2 separate regions of the Sus scrofa genome follow, and region 1 is linked to region 2. The links are chromatin contacts, called in public Hi-C maps. All regions are on one chromosome and are shown on one strand. Each heading gives the region's core, a stretch centred on a gene start, on an enhancer-like site or on the middle of the called end of the contact. The rest is flanking DNA. Distances are from core to core; before and after follow the strand shown.

Region 1 (3,253 bases), core at 453-2,952, 69 kb before region 2:
CCACAGCCACAGCAATTTGGGATCCCAGCCGTGTCTGCGATCTACACCACAGCTCACCGCAATGCCAGATCCTTACCCCACTGAGCAAGGTCAGGGATTGAACCCAAATCCTAGTGGATGCCAGTCGGGTTCATTAACCACTGAGCAACGACGGGAACTCCTAACCATAACTCAGTGGATAGATCCTGAAATCTATCTGGAAAACCAAGAAATAGCAAGACCAAAAAGATGGTGAGAAAACCAAAGCCACAAAGTCCATGCACTCAAGCTCATGAACTCAATTAAAAGGAGAATTCTTTTTATCTTTCAATCACAACTTCCAGGTTCTAACTACCCACAATTCTATTAAGCTTAGTTAGATATATGATTTTCAAAGGCACAGCAAACCAGAACACCCCGTGTAAAGTTGCGAGGAGAGGTTTGCAGACAGTAAAACAAACAACAGATTAAAAAATAATAATAATAAACAAAAAACGATAAGGAATAGTCTATGAAGAACAGTTAGGCAAAAAAAAAAAAAAAAAAAACTAAAAAGCATAGGTGAAAATTATAGCAGTGTAGAACAAATCAGTATAGAAGTAAATAGGCCCAAATGCCTCCTTAGGCCGGCTGGATGTCACTTTGCTACAACATATTTCATCACTGGCATTCATTTTAATGATCTCAAGATAAAATGTAAATAAAATTGCATTCCATATATTGTTTAGTAAATCAAGGACCAGAGAAATACATTTTCCAAATGGTTTCAAAGTGACTTCTAAAAAAGGTTTGGTGCTTAAGAGAGATAAACGAGCAAAAAATTAACAGAATCAGAGACAGCTGAAGTTCAGCTGTGACTTAATTAACTTGATTTAATAATTATGTTTAAAATGATTCTTAGCTCCGTTTTCCTAAAGGTGAAAATACTTCACTGTTTAGTAAGAAACAAACTATAACAATTCTGAATCACAGTCCATAAACTAGAACCAGAATAATCAGAATAGTAAGGGTCAAAATACACTTCGTCCCTTAACTGTTTAAAAATAAGTATTTATACATTTGGCATAGGACAAAAGTGAGTTCGTCTTGGGTTTATCTGCTAAAAAAGTATCAAGAAGTTAGCAGGCAATTAACTGAACACTAAGACCAGTTATTTTCAAGTACCTATTAAAACCATCATTTTCGAACTTTTATGAAATGTGTAAAGTGATCAGTTCTGTAAAGGGTCAAATGCAAAACTTAAAAAAATAAAGGGCCAAATGCAGAGCGCAGTTGCTTGGCTGCTGCATAACTGTTGTGAAGGTCCAAGAGGCTATCTGCCTTTCTATAACCCCTTCACCACAACCCGCCAACTCAAGGCGCCCCCGAGCCGGACGCGGGTTCTCTGAAGTAGAAGCGCATCTCCGGGTCTCGCCCAACCTGCCGCGGCTCCCGCCGCCTAGGCACCCCTCATTGCACCAGCTAAGGCTGACGCGAGGAAAAGCGTAAGTCCCAAGTGCGCAGGAGGGTGAGATGGCCTCCCCCCAACATCCGCTCACCTGCTTCCTGGTGTATGGTCTCCTAAGAGGGGCTCCTGTTCAGCCCCGACCCCAAAGCTCGCCATAGTTAAAGCTCCCACAAAGCTAGAGGTCAACTCTCGCGACACCTCCTACTCTCTCCCATTCCAGGAGGCCCGAAGGTGTCAGAACAGGCCCGCAAGTGCGCATGCGCACCCGACAACCAGAAGTGGGCGGAGCGTGCCAGGTCAGAGGCGGGGTCACGAAGAAGACAGGGCGGGGCGGGGCCGTGGAGATGACAGGGTTAAGGGGTGGGTCCTGAGGTCTGAACCTCCTCCTGGCGTTTCCGCCTCTCCGCCTCCAGGGACGACCTGAAGGAGAGCCAGAGAGGGGGCGTATCCAAACAGCCGCCCCGCCCAGGGTTCGTATGCCTTCCTATGCTTCCCTGTCCGCTACCTCTCGCACCTCAGTTCCTGGAGAGTGTGGTGAAGCTGCGCTTGCGGTTCAGCCCGAAAACAAGTCCCGGGAGAGATCGGTGGCGCAGGGAGTCTCGGCTAGCTGGATAGCAGGCGTCCGCCCAGCGGCCAGTGAGTATGTATCCAGTCCAGGCCGCGCTTCCCAAGCCTCTTGCAGCGCTGCCTACGTGCCAGGAGTCAGGGGCTGAGAGCGCAAGGCTTGGCGGGAGACTCGGGGGTCTGGAGCCCTGGGGAGGGTGGAAGTGCTCGGGCGGGTCCGAGTGAGGTGGGCTGGCGGGCTCTCCCCTCTGTGGAAAGTGGAGGTGGTGACGCGCTGTGCTTTATCTCGCCTGGTTAACTGCAAAGGCCCCTTACCCATAGTGCCTTGTTGAGACCTGGATTGAAGATGGGGGTCCTCCAGCCCCTCCTAACCTGCTGATCCCCAAATTGGAACCCCACCGCCGCCTGCGTGGACTGTGGGCTTTCAGCCTTGCAAGATACCAATCAGCAGAGCCTGCTGCTGTAACCTGGAGGTTAGAAAAGGCACAGCACAAGTTTGACAATGGCCAGCTCTTTTCATCACAAGGAGAATATTTTTAGAAAATAGGTTATGGGTTGTTTTTGTTTGTTTGTTTTCGGTAGATCGAGGTGCTGTTTCTTTTCTGGTGCTTACATATTAACATCTTACCTCTACAAGCAGACTTGTAAGCTAATTGGTGCAGTAGTCATGTGTGTCATAGTTAGCACTAGATACATCTTTATGTGATTTCATTTGATCACAACTATGGGATAGGTAAAGCAGACACATTTATAATTTACAGAGAACTAAGGCCCAGAAAAGTTAATAACTTACCCAGAGTCACTCGGTGTGAAAATGGCCGAGTTGGGACCCAAATTAAACTGTTTTCGATCAAAATGAGCACTTACTCTATTCCAGGCCCTATACTAGTTATGTACTGTATGGTATAAGCCATCACTTTTGATCTTTGTCTTGTTTGTAACCTTGTGTGTAGTCTATTAGATACAGTCCACTGACTTAACAGCTAAACTTGAAATAGGTTTTCTCTTAGTACAGAATTATCTTCTGAATACAGACCTAACTTTGTGTACTTGGATTCAGTCTTGCAAATTTGTAACAGCTAACAAAAACATATCAGATTCCTATGATTGGTCCAAGAAGTACATGGGTAAAATTAGTTTTTTGTTTGTTTGCCATAATGTTGGCTTACTGTGTCTTTGGCTTCTTTTTTAAAAAAATCTCTGGAGTTGTAGCAAATATACAGATGTATATTTAACTAAGGAACTTTAACCAATATTGCATAA
Region 2 (3,254 bases), core at 47-2,546:
CCACTCTTGGGCATCTATACAGACAAACCTTTCCTTGAAAAGGACACATGCACCCTTATGTTCACTGAAGCACTATTCACAATATCAAAGATATGGAAAAAACCCAAATGTCCATGACAGATGATTGGATTAAGAAGATGTGGTGTATATACACAATGGAATACTACTCAGCCATAAAAAAGAACAAAATAATGTGATTTGCAGCGACATGGATGGAACTAGAGACTCATATTAAGTGAAACCAGAAAGAAAAAAGACAAATACCATATGCTATCACTTATATCTGGAATGTAATTTATGGCACAAATGAACCTATCTACAGAAAAGAAACAAACTCATGGGCATGGAGAACAGACTTACAGTAGCCAAGGGCAAGGGGAGGGAGTGGGATGGACTGGGAGTTTGGGGTTAGTAGATGCAAACTACTGCATTTGGAGTGGACAAGCAATGCGATCCTGCCAGAACATGATGGAGGATATTGTGAAAAAAAGAATGTATATATAACTGGGTCACTTTGCTATACAGCAAAAATTGACGGAACATTATAAATCAACATTATAGTTTTGATTTAAAAAAATTTTAAAGAGCATAGACAAAAACAAAACAAAATTTAAAAACCGATGACAAAGCATTATCAATTTGTTTTACTCGTGGGCGGGAATAGGGGCGGGAATAGGGGCGGGAAAGTGCACTAAATTCAGCTCCTGGGCAAAGGTCTCATAAAGATGCCTACAGATCACACTGTTTTTATTTTGGACGTGGCTCAAGTTACAGGTGACCACAGTGCCCCGAAGAGCCAGTAGGAAACTTTTTCATGGGGCGAGGCAACAGACGCAAGGGGCAAAGTTGCCCTGTGGGTGACCCCTGTCCATTCCGGAGCTGCCCAAGCCAAGATTATCCCCCTCGCCTGGAGTCAACTCCACTTAAGGGCTAGGGGTAAATCCACCGCCCAGCCGGGCGCCACGTGCGCAGCCCGCCCCGCCCCTCGCTCGCAGCCTGTCGAAGTCTGGCGCGAGCCAGCCGCGTGTCACAGAGGCCCTGTGCACGTCCCGCCCCTGCTCCCGCAGAGGGGGCCGCGGTAGCCGGGGAGCTGGGGAATCGCCCTGTTCGCCCTCCTTCCCCCTCGGCGGGCCGCTGCGGTGGGGCCCGCCCTCAAGCAGGGCGGCACCCAGCCGGGCGCTTCAGTCAACTACCGCCGGCGGCGGCCTGGCGAGGGCAGGAGCGGGTGAGTAGTCAGTCACGTCACGCTCCTTCGGTAGGCCCCGCCCCCTCTCCGTCCTTTCGGACCTCCCCCTCTACGCCCCCCGCCTCCGCCCCCGCGAGCAGTTACCGGCTCTGGGAGCGCGCGCGCCTCCTTCACTCCGCTAGAGGTCCTCCGTCCTCGGCTTGCGGTGCTTCCGCTGCTCTCCGCGCCAGGTGAGGGCTCGCGGCTCCCGGCTGCGGCGCCCGGCGCGTGTTGGCAGCTTCGGGCTTGCGCCGCTGAGGCGGGCTGAACCAGCGGGCGGTTAGCGCCCCGTTCGACGCGGGGAGGGGCGGCACGCCGGGCGCTGCACCGCCTCTGCCGACGCGGGCGGCCGTGGCGGCGGCGGCGGCGACTGTAGCCGGGCTCTCGGGTTCTCTGCCCCAGGCCGGAGCCAGTCGGTGTCCCGCCGGAGAGACGGGCAGCCGGGTTCCCTGGGCCCAGGCCCCCCCGGGCTGGGGCGGCTGGGGCAAGGGAACGATGTCTGCTCGCGCCCCGGTGCCCGCCGCTCACCGTCGGGAGGAGCCGCCCGCGGCAGCTGCTGAGAGGGAGTCGCTGTCTGCCGCGGCGAGCCGACAGGCGGAGCAGCTGCCTGCGCCCGAACGGGAGGGCAAAGAGGCGGCGAGGGAGGAGCGGGCCCCGGCCGCCACCAGCGCGGGGGCGCGAGGAGAGCCGTCGCCGGCGCCAGTGCTGGGACGCAGCGTGCCCCAGGCGGCTGTGCCCGTGAAGCCTCTGGCGCTGCACCTGGCGCACAAGGCGCGAGGGCCAGGGGGCCCCTTCGGTGGGGAGCCGCCGCCACCGCTGTCCCGGGACCCGCCGGCCAAGGAAGCCCGGGAGGAGGAGGTGGCGGCTGGCTCCGAGGAAAAGCTGCAGCCACCGCCGCTACCGCCGCCGCCGCCGAAGGAGAACCCCTGGACCAAAAAGCCTCCCCAGCACCTGTCCCCCGCCGGGACGGGGCTGCCGCCGCTTCCCCCACTGGAAACCCTGGAGGCAGGTCTGTGGTTCCTCTGCGGTGGTCACCGGGAGGGTGTGTGAGGGGAGACTCTAGTGGCTGGGGGAGGGGCAGCCCTCCTTTCCCTGTCAATCGGAGGTGTATCGTTCCAAGGTGTCATTCACTCTGCCTATTTACATAAATGGACATCTGGGAAGGGAGCTGCAGGAAGAGGTGGGACCTCGGGTTCTCCTTGACTGGTGGGGGCACGGCGAGGGTGAAAGAGCTGAGCCACTCGGCTGGCATGGCCCCAGTTCTGCCTTGCCCCCACGTGTTAGTGACATGGGAAAGTTGACTTAGGGGAGACGTTGCTGTTTGTCCCATAGAAAAGTTTCTGTGGACTTTTAAAAAAGGGGTGGAGCAAAGGTGTTTATTTGTAAAGTGGAAGCGCAACTGCGGTTTTTTTCTGGTGAAAGAATTGATAAGCTGAAAATCGCAGTCTTTTGTTTTTGTTGTTTTTTAAACAGTGCTAAGAAGTATTAGAAACTGTACCGTAGTTGCTACTAAAAAGCTTTGGGTTGATGATTTTGGTGGCAAATAATTGAAATAGGATAGTGCATTCACATTAGGTAGTCTTCTAACATCCAATTAGCTCTTTTTCCTTTTAGAGGAGATAAGATTATGCCACTGTACTTGAATGCCGACCAATGATGCACTGTGACCCTTGGTGTTTTATTTTGATTATGGCAACTACAGTTTTTGGGTGTTTTTTTTTTTTTTTCTTTTTTTAAGTTGAAATACTAAATAAAATGAGGACAAAAAGCAGTATCTCCTAGTTTTGCTTTCTAGTTAAGTTGTAGTAAATTGAACTTTTCATGTAGAAAACTGTTTACTTAACATAACTTCACTTAAAGGTTAACAGTGAAACAGGGAAAATTTGAGCATGTTTACCAGGTTGAGAATCAAATGAATAAAGGATATGGCTAAATGTAATGTGTTTTTAATTTTTTACTTATTTATTTTTGGTGTTTTTCTTTAGGGCCGCACCTGAGGCATATGGAAGTTCTCAGGCTAGGGGTCAAA

Evidence for each region. Hi-C and Micro-C count contacts between places; a contact is called where the count stands out from the background.
Region 1: a contact with region 2 is called in a Hi-C map of skeletal muscle, with 2.5 times the contacts expected there. The contact joins the promoter of MFSD8 here to the promoter of LARP1B in region 2. A contact is called at or near these places in 2 of 5 promoter capture datasets (fetal liver and liver), 8 of 47 Hi-C or Micro-C datasets (alveolar macrophages, blood, heart right ventricle and 2 more) and 2 of 2 datasets of contacts at active chromatin or transcription factors (alveolar macrophages and skeletal muscle).

What each region holds. Positions count from the first base shown.
Region 1 is chr8:96,923,512-96,926,764 of Sscrofa11.1, reverse strand. It overlaps MFSD8 (major facilitator superfamily domain-containing protein 8), which reads right to left and starts at 1,702. Exons shown (of 12, transcript XM_021101605.1): 1 at 1,518-1,702. The coding sequence starts at 1,582. ABHD18 (protein ABHD18) reads left to right here and starts at 1,903. Exons shown (of 14, transcript XM_013978904.2): 1 at 1,903-2,062. The coding sequence starts at 1,903.
Region 2 is chr8:96,854,111-96,857,364 of Sscrofa11.1, reverse strand. It overlaps LARP1B (la-related protein 1B), which reads left to right and starts at 1,296. Exons shown (of 20, transcript XM_021101600.1): 1 at 1,296-1,416.